2 separate regions of the Mus musculus genome follow, and region 2 is linked to region 1. A link is a contact called in public HiChIP or PLAC-seq data. All regions are on one chromosome and are shown on one strand. Each heading gives the region's core, a stretch centred on a gene start, on an enhancer-like site or on the middle of the called end of the contact. The rest is flanking DNA. Distances are from core to core; before and after follow the strand shown. Region 1 holds the start of Ago1 (argonaute RISC catalytic subunit 1). Region 2 overlaps Map7d1 (MAP7 domain containing 1).

Region 1 (4,288 bases), core at 1,735-4,234:
TGTGTTGGCAGTGGACAATGAAAGGGTTGAATGGGGAAGAGAGTGCGCCAGTAGAGTTCCAGGGATGTATATTTAGAGCTAATGAGTGGCCAGCAAGATGCACCCACCACTGAGCTTCATGACCTGAAATTGGTAACTGTGACCTAGATTGCCCTCTGACTTCCACATATATGCTACGGTGTGAACACACAAAACAAAACATAATTTAATAATTAAAAACCAGAGACCCTGAGTGTGTCAGCCTGAAAAACAAAGTGCTCTCTGAATTTCCTTCTACCCCTTTTCTTAGCTGAGATGGGGGTGGGCATCATAATGGTGGGGGCAGTCTGTCTGCAGAAAAACTCTGACAGCTGGGCCAGAGTGTGACACCACTGTACCCTTTGGAGGTCAGTCAAAGGAGTGATCAGTTCCTTTCCTTAAAATAAACATAAGGCTGAGTCTTAACAGAAGGAGACTCAGAGGGAGACTCAGGCTTTTGGGGAATGCTTTCCTTCCCACTCACTTAACCCAGGCAAAGGTCTTAACTCAGGCCAAATGTCTTGCTATTTCTAAACGTTGTTTTTTGTTTTCTCTATGCTCTATTTAATTCAGCTAAATCCAAATTTACTAATTATCATAGGCACATATTTGCTTAACAGCGAATGAGGCAGAAATGTATCTGATATGATCCATCTTTTAGGAACTTATTGTGTGGGAGGCAGATAGTGACTGATAGCAGCTGCTCCTGTGGTCCCATCCCTTTGGGCTCTGTTCTGAAGTTTTATTAATTCTTGTAATGTTCAAAACAGCCAATGATGTAGCTACTACAGCACCACCATTTTACACAAGAGGAAAGTGAGAAACAGAAAAGCAAAATGGTTTGTCTAATGTTGCATAATTAGTGAGTGGCAGGCTAAGGATTGAAGCCAAGACAAGCCAGCTCTAGAGCTTTCTTCTTAGTCCCTGGAGAGCACTAGTCCTTAGTGTGGCCCCCAGCTTAGCCATATCTGCATCATCTGAAAAGTTATTACACACACACACACACACACACACACACACACACACACACAGAGAGAGAGAGAGAGAGAGAGAGAGAGAGAGAGAGAGAGAGGTTTGTTTGCTTGTTTGTTTGTTTGTTTGTTTGTTTGAGATAGGGTCTCACTCTGTAGTCTTGGATGTCCCAGAACTCACACTAAGTAGACCAGACTGGCCTTGAACTCACAGAGTTCTGCCTGCCTCTGCCTTATCAGTGCTGGGATAAAGGCCTGCGCTACCCCACCCACCTGAGACATACATCCTTTTACTCAGCATAAGGCCTATGACTCACTCCGAAGGCAACTCACAAGCTGAAAGGAAGCTAGGCATACTAAAATGAATGTCTTTAAGTTCATCTCACTAGTAAGGTGTGAACATCATCCATCTCCTAAACTCCTTCTCCTTTGTATAGCATCTGATGTAAGGTGAACATTGAAAATACATAGAAGCTGGGAGTGGTGGTGGCCAGCTTTCATTCCAGCACCTGGGAGGCAGAAGAAACTGAATACTGTGATTTGAAGGCTAACCTGATCTATATAACAAGTCTCAGGCCAGCCAAGAGCACATAGTGAGACCCTGTCTCAAAAAAATGTGTGTGTGTGTGTGTGTGTGCGTGCGTTTGTGTGTGTGTGTGTGTGTGTGTGTGTGTGTAAGTTACGTTTGAGCTGGGTCTCTCTGTAATTACCCCATCAGTGCAGCAGACCAAATGAGAAGGTTATGTGAGACGATCAAGGAATTAGCTGTGGTGCTTCTGGCAAGGTAAGAAAAGGGTACCCACACTAGAGACTATGAGAATGACAGGGAATGCTTTGAGAGCACTTCATAAGGTAAGCATGTCAAGACACAGTTGAATATAGCAAATAGACAAGGGAGACAGGAGCTGATATTTTTGGCATGGAGATGCAGTTCACTGAGACAGGACAAATATATGTATTTTGTAGGGGAAAAAGAAAGGGTTAGGTTTGGACTTAAGTTTGAATTGTTAGATCCAGCTGGAGCTGTCCAGCAGACAGTAGGAAATATGAAGCTGCAACATGGTAACGTATAGATATTTGGGCATTAAAAGTGGATGAAGCTGTGAAGAGGCAAGGGGAGAGTAGAATATAAAATTCAGGTCACTACAGTGAACAAAACAAGAGGAGCCACTGAAGAAAGCTCTTCAGGACAGACATTAGGAGACTTAAGAAAATGTGAAAGCCAAGGAAAGTCTTTTTTTTTTTTAATTTTTAAGAAGAGATATAGTTTCAGATGCTGCAGGGAAATAATAGGAAATTAGCCTTTGGGGTTTGACACAAAACGTCATTAAGAGATTTGGTAGGAGCAAACGTTCTGCAGACGAAAAAGTGGAGGCAGGTGCTTCCTGCAGATAGAGAGCTCTGTCAGTGTCAAAACTGTTACACCGGCCAGAATAGGCAAGGTTTCTAACACATTTGTGGTCTCAGCGCCAGGCACGCAGCCTGGAAGGGTGGGTGGCATTAATGAGATCAGCGACTAGGGACACAGAAAGACTGACTTAGCAGAGGCAGTCAAGACTTAAGGGTGAGGGTGATTGGGAGAGGTGGGAGGCAGGGCCTTTGAGTGATTGGGTGTTGGAGGGGGAGAGGGTCGGGGAATGGGTGGGAGCCAGGCTCTGTGTTGATAGCGGGGCTGTGGATAGGTTTCCAGAGATCTGTTTAGGGAAAAGACAGGGCCCCAGGCTGCAGCCGGGGAAGGGGTGTCGCCCAGCCCCTCCCCTCTTACGCCACTGCGCGGCTCCGCCACTGGAGCCCTCCCGCCAGGCTGCACGGCTACGAGTGGCCGCCAGAGGCCGCTGCACGGTCCCCGCGCCCCCGCCCCTCTCCATTGGCCTTTGTTGCCGTCGAGCGCCCCGCTTGACTCGTTCCCGTCCGCCCCATGGGCCCATCGGTCGCGCCTGCGCACTGGCAGCTACTCGGGCGCTAGCAGGGGGAGCTGCTGCAGGCTCCGCGGCGGCGGCAACGGAGGCTGCGGGGGCGACAGCGCGAGCGGCCGGGCTTCGGGGGGGAGCCGAGCCCGGCCCGGGAGCCCGAGCAGTGCAAGTGCGAGGTACCTAGGCCCCTCACGCTGGACTCCTCAGTCTCCCGGCCGCCTGTCCTCCGCACGGGTATATGGGATGGAAGCGGGACCCTCGGGAGCAGGTAAGGGCCCTCGGGGACTGGGAGCAGTGTGTATTCCAAAGCCCTATAGGCTCTCGCGGCATAGAGCATGGTTGCAGAGTGAGGAGAGGGGCTCTCAGGGGATGGGGGGCCCATTTTGAAGGGGGTTGTATGCAGTTCCGGCTGAGAACCATGTGAAGATCTGAGACCCGGGCTGTTTGTCCTAGGAAGCAGTATACTGTCCCGAGGGTGAGAAGTAACCTGGGAGAAGGGCCTGAATGCACGGTGTCCTTCCGTGAGGTCTGGGGAGGCCTATGGGGAGGCCCGGCAGGTGGCAGGGGGGCGGGCTCCAGGTGTCCTGGAGAGGAGGGGGGCGACACAGATGGGCCTGGAACTACCGCCTGTCGGGGGGCGGGGGCTCGGCCGTGCTGGGCTGGGCTAAGCTAATGTCTCTGGGGAGTAGGCGCCGGGGCTGGCCTCTGAGCTCCGCCCAGCTGGGCCTGAAGCGGGGGTGAGGGTCAGGGGGCGGTGGGTGGGGATTTAGACCAGGGATTTCCCCCCTTAGATTGGGGACTTGAGTGGTGGCGCGGGAGCATGCGCGGAGGTACCAGCCTGAAGGGCTGCCCTATGTGGTGGGGGCGTGGCTGTTGGAGTATCCCTCCTGTGCCCCTGGGTTTAGGAGGAGTGTGCAGTCTCGCAGATTCTGTTTGCGTAGTACAAATGGGAATTGCCTTCTGTCTTGGGGGAAGGGTGGGGGGCGGTCTCTGACACTTGGTCCTTAAACCCCGGAGTAGCAGTTTGTCAAAGAAAGGGTCGAGGTCAACTGCCAGAGTGCATTTTCTGCTGCATGAGGATGGACGGGGACCAAAGCCTTGCTTTATGAGCTACTTCTCTCAGAAGATAGGCCTTAGGAAAGTGTTGGTCACTGAGAAACTAGGCCCACATGTTTTTCAAGTTTCTAGACCACTCCTGAGAAGAGATGGGAGCTTTTAATCTGAAGATAGTGCCCTCCTTTTCCATGAATTGACTCTATATCACAATATAATCTCTCTATATACCTGTGCCTCCTGTTTCCTAGTGGATCTTTTCCCACGTCAGGAGCATGTCATTAGACTCAAAGCTGCCAAGCTTGTCTGCCTGATAGAAACAAGTTGTTAGGC
Region 2 (4,822 bases), core at 302-2,801, 230 kb after region 1:
CCTCTTCCTCCACCCCTCCCACCCCCCACCCCCACCCCCACTTTCCCTAAAACTCAAGAATCTAAGTAAGCAGCTGACCGGGTGCTCTAGGTGCTGAAAATACTCTGGTAGGCTAAACCATGCCTAGTGTTTGCTCTACCAAGTGTACATGCTGTGTGTGGGGAAGGCAGGTGTTAATCAAAATCTCTCAGGAGTGAACTTGTAATTGCAAGCCGAGATAGACGCACCAAGAGGAAGTGGTAACACTGAGTGATGAGGTGGGATACAACCCAGCCTGCATGTGGAAGGCAGCATGCGGAGGCTGAGGCCGGTGAGAGGGCGCAATAAGCAAACCTTTGCTGTGCACGCCTTGTACCCTGAGTTAAATCCCTGGAATCCATGGAAAGATGGAAAGAAAGAAGCACTTCCACGAAGTTGCTTTCACACGCATGCTCACACATGCACACTACACTCTCCACACGATATATATATTTTTTTAAGGGAACACTTCCCCAAAGAAGTGGCATGTTGGGGGAGGGGCGTGCCTGCCCAGGTGCTCTGCCTTGCTTCTAACCCTTTTCTTCTCTCTTAGCCCTAAGTCCAAGGCCCGGCCATCCTCTCCCTCTACAACCTGGCACAGACCTGCCTCCCCCTGCCCCAGCCCAGGACCAGGACATGCCCTTCCTCCAAAACCACCATCCCCCCGAGGCACCACTGCATCACCCAAGGGGCGGGTTCGGAGGAAGGAGGAGGCAAAAGAGAGCCCCAGCCCGTCGGGGCCTGAGGACAAAAACCACCGCAAGAGTAGAGCCGCTGAGGAGAAGGAGCCAGCTGCCCCAGCCTCACCAGCGCCCTCACCGGTGCCCTCGCCCACCCCAGCCCAGCCTCAGAAGGAGCAATCCTCAACACAGATCCCTGCAGGTACACAGGAAGTGAGGGTGGGCAGGGCAGAGATGTGCCAGCTTTTCCTATGTCCGGGAAGTGGGCCAACAGACACTGGTCACAAGGGACAGGAAGAGGGACCTCCTCCCAGGTCTCCGACACCCGTAATGGCAACAATTGAATTGAATGCGTGCATAGCTGAAGTCCTGAAAGCATGGGGGCGCACAGGGCTGATGGAGGGGCCTGTACTGGTGTGTACTAACTCCTGGTCTTGGATCTTCCTCTAGAAACTGCTGTCCCGGCTGTCCCAGCTGCTCCGACTGCCCCTCCTACCGCTGCTCCCTCGGTGACCCCTAGCAAACCCATGGCGGGCACCACAGACCGAGAGGAAGCCACGCGGCTCCTGGCTGAAAAGCGGCGCCAGGCTCGGGAACAGAGGGAACGCGAAGAACAGGAGCGGAAGCTGCAGGCTGAAAGGGACAAGTGAGTGTGACCTCGGGGACTGTGAGGGTCCCTAGAGTGCCTGAAGAAGAGGCGCAGACCAAACTTGAGTTTCCTGGGTCCTCCAGGCGAATGCGAGAGGAGCAGCTGGCCCGGGAGGCTGAAGCCCGGGCTGAACGTGAGGCCGAGGCGCGGAGACGGGAGGAGCAGGAGGCTCGAGAGAAGGCGCAGGCTGAGCAGGAGGAGCAGGAGCGACTGCAGAAGCAGGTGCCCAGGCGGGCGGGCAGATCTTGGCTGGCAATCGGTGGGCTTGCCTGGGAGGGAAGGCTGAAACAGAGAATCCGAAACTTATGGAGGCCTTTGGCAGAAAGAGGAAGCCGAAGCCCGGTCCCGGGAAGAAGCTGAGCGCCAGCGCCAGGAGCGGGAAAAGCACTTTCAGAAGGAGGAACAGGAGAGACAAGAGCGAAGAAAGGTGTCCAGGGCAGATGGGACCTGGGGGCGGGGCCTTGCCGGGGCGGGGCCTGGCTCCAGCTCCAGTTCTTGGAAATTAATTGTACCTGTGAACCAGTGGGGCCCAGGCTTGGATTTGTAGAAGATCGGATAAGGAAGGACGGGTGTGGGTTGGGAGGGAACTGAGCTCTAGAATAGGGCCAGCAGGTGGGAAGTTGAGGACTAGGTCTGGGTTTGAGCCTAACTGATGTGGGGCCTCCTCCAACAGCGGCTGGAGGAGATAATGAAGAGGACTCGGAAATCAGAAGCCGCCGAAACCAAGGTCAGGATTCTCAGGTTGGGGAGCGGGAGTTGGGGTGAGGAAAGGAGGCTGCAGAGAAGCCTCCAGAGCCGAGGAAGGATACAGTGAGGGAGGCTCTTCTGTGTCTGGGCCAAAAGGGAATTCAGTTCCGAGGTCAACGGGACCACATAGCCCTGGCACCTGATAGCTCTTCCTTTTCAAACCAGAAGCAGGATGCAAAGGAGACCGCAGCTAACAATTCCGGCCCAGGTAAAGCCACCACGCATTTTCTTTGCCCTGGTCACCCCTGTGCTCCAGTTCCACCCTTCAACATCCCCTAACTGATGGCCATTTCTTTGCCGCCATAGACCCTGTGAAAGCTGTAGAGACTCGGCCCTCTGGGCTACAGAAGGATTCTATGCAGAAAGAGGAGCTGGCCCCCCAGGAGCCACAGTGGAGGTACCAGCTCCCAATCCCAGGGACTCCCAGGCCAGCAGCTGCAGGCTAGAGCTGTGGACTCCTCTGGGCTTCCCAGGGAGGTGAGGTGTTAACCCTGAACCCCTACATCCACAGCCTGCCAAGCAAGGAGATGCCAGGGTCCCTGGTAAATGGCCTGCAGCCTCTCCCAGCGCACCAGGAGAACGGCTTCTCCCCAAAGGGAACCGCTGGGGACAAGAGTCTGGGTCGCACAGCAGAGGGGCTCCTCCCATTTGCAGAGGCAGAAGCCTTCCTCAAGAAAGCAGTGGTGCAGCCTCCACAGGTCACAGGTGGGGACTCTAGGGACCCTGGTTCTGGCACCCAGCTGCATCCCACCCATCCCTGCCTGGGGCTCCCCGGGCCTAACCTTTATCCCTCTCCCTTCCCTTAGAAGTTCTTTAAGCAAATTGCCTTGGACCGAGGTGCAGCTGTGAAGGTTCCTCCATATCAGCTCGTGGGTGTCTGGAAGAGAAAGAGACAGAACAAAGATGGAAGTGGCCTGGTGGACCCCTGGGGGCAGAGTTCCTCTTTGTTTTTAATCCGCACCTTACAGACTGGTGATGTCTTTGGCTGAAAGCAGGACTGCCCCTCAGTACATCCGTGTGCTTACACGCTCGGACACCCATCTTCCCCATACACAACACACACACACACTCATAGCCTCTCTGGTCTTCCCCCTGGGGAAGGACCACTTGTAGTATTTGCCTTGGTTTGCTGGGGTACAGTGGATGTGAATACTGTAAATAGCTTGTGCTATGTGGAAGAGGCGGGTAGGGTACAGGAGGCAGAACCCCCCTCCCAAGTCTCCCTGGGCAGATCTTCCTCTATTTAACTGTAACCGAGGGGGAACCCAGGTCTGGGAATGGAGGGGCACCTCGGGCCACACAATACTGGTTGCTTCAGGGGTGATGCCCCCTGTCCTCGCCTGGAATCAGTGTTATTACATCTGATCAAACTTCTCCGGAAATAAAGGGAGAAAAATTCTGCCAAACCTACGTGTCCTTGGATCTGGGGGAGGGGGAGGGGGAAGAGAGGTACAAGTAGGTGACCTGAGCTCTGAGACCTTCAGGAGCCTGGGGCTGGAGGCTGCTACACCCTGATTGGTGTAGCAGTCCTGGCCTCCCTGTGCTATGGTTTTTTTAGTTTGGTTATGAATTCCTTCCTTTATTTCCTCAACAGATATTAATTGCTGTGCGTAACCTAGAAGTACAGAACTAGGGAAAGGCACAGCCTCTGTGCGTGTGGAGTTTCTACCCAGACAGCGAGCATCACAGAAGCTGGGCTTTCTGCTCAGCATCCCTCTGCCCCTTATTCCTGTTCACTACAACCCTGACCTCTCCAGGTACCCAAGTTCTTTCCCAGTACCAACTCACCTTAGCAAAGGTGGCACCTAGCCCACCTCTGGCCAGTGAATTATGACTTCGGTGACCCAAAAATGATGGCCCTGTGGGTCATGGATAGGCTTGCATGTGTGCATGTGACAGTTCCAGCCAGCAGGTGTGAAGAGAAGTCTCCCGAGAGTTTTGTAAAGGAACCCCATGTGACAGATAGGTTTGATGTGACCCTCCGGCATCCCCTGTCGTCACACTCTTGCAGTCTCCTCCCGAGCTGTAACTAGGTTGGCCGGAGTAGCCAATAGACTACAGCAGAAAGAATGGTGTTTCACTAAGCCAAGGCCTCTGTCTTGGTTGCCTTCCTGATCTTGAGTCACTCAGGCTGGGTAAAAATCAGAGTGCTTTTAAGAGACCTGTCTACCCAGACACTGAAGCCTCTGCCAGCAGTTATGAGACTCGGTCCAGCCTTCAGATGGCCTTAGGCCTGGCCCACAGTGTGACCCTCACCTCATGGACCACCTGCAGCTAGAAACAGCTAGAAAGTGAGGCAAACTTTAAATTGCTCTTGTGTGGTTATTTGCCACATGATAGCACCATGAGAGAAGCCCCGCTTCTGTGATGGAAATTCACATCGTGAAGCTGAAGGTTAGTTCACACCCCACTAAGCAGCCTGCAAACAAAGCCAAAGCAAAGATGGCAGCATTGAGAGCCTAAGTCTGCCAATGCTGGGAGTGTGTTTTTTCTCTTTCATTCATTCATTCATTCATTCATTCATTCATTTTTCAGTACTGGGGATTGGATCTGGGGCATCTTGCATGCACGTCAGGCAAGTCTTGTAACACTGAGCCGCAGTCCCAGAAATCTAAGTCTTTGAACACCAACCACCTAATTAACCAACCATAAAACCTAAAGCAGGCCTATTTCCGGCTGGTGAAGGTACTTACAGTACAAGTACAAGCTGCCGGAGGAGAGAACTGAC

Evidence for each region. HiChIP or PLAC-seq counts read pairs in DNA pulled down with a chosen protein or histone mark.
Region 2: a contact with region 1 is called in an H3K27ac HiChIP or PLAC-seq map of embryonic stem cells, with 2.6 times the contacts expected there. The contact joins the enhancer-like site here to the promoter of Ago1 in region 1. A contact is called at or near these places in 2 of 39 promoter capture datasets (pre-B cells and stem cell-derived epiblast-like cells), 3 of 484 Hi-C or Micro-C datasets (embryonic stem cells, erythroblasts and palatal mesenchyme), 2 of 115 datasets of contacts at active chromatin or transcription factors (embryonic stem cells and epiblast stem cells) and 3 of 9 other capture datasets (adipose tissue, liver and pancreatic islet).

The regions. Positions count from the first base shown.
Region 1 is chr4:126,467,279-126,471,566 of GRCm38.p6, reverse strand. Ago1 (argonaute RISC catalytic subunit 1) reads left to right here and starts at 2,984. Exons shown (of 19, transcript NM_153403.3): 1 at 2,984-3,170. The coding sequence starts at 3,146.
Region 2 is chr4:126,230,845-126,235,666 of GRCm38.p6, reverse strand. Map7d1 (MAP7 domain containing 1) reads left to right here. Exons shown (of 18, transcript NM_001347198.1): 10 at 572-900; 11 at 1,149-1,344; 12 at 1,431-1,569; 13 at 1,670-1,774; 14 at 2,021-2,074; 15 at 2,260-2,302; 16 at 2,401-2,491; 17 at 2,606-2,799; 18 at 2,901-3,500. The coding sequence ends at 2,911. Among named protein-coding and RNA genes, the nearest start is that of Map7d1, 23 kb to the left of the region's middle. Within about 2 kb of position 1,551, at least 30 of the 459 cell types and tissues checked have an H3K27ac peak or open chromatin away from gene starts, as enhancers often do. A contact at or near this core is called in embryonic stem cells, where this site is marked.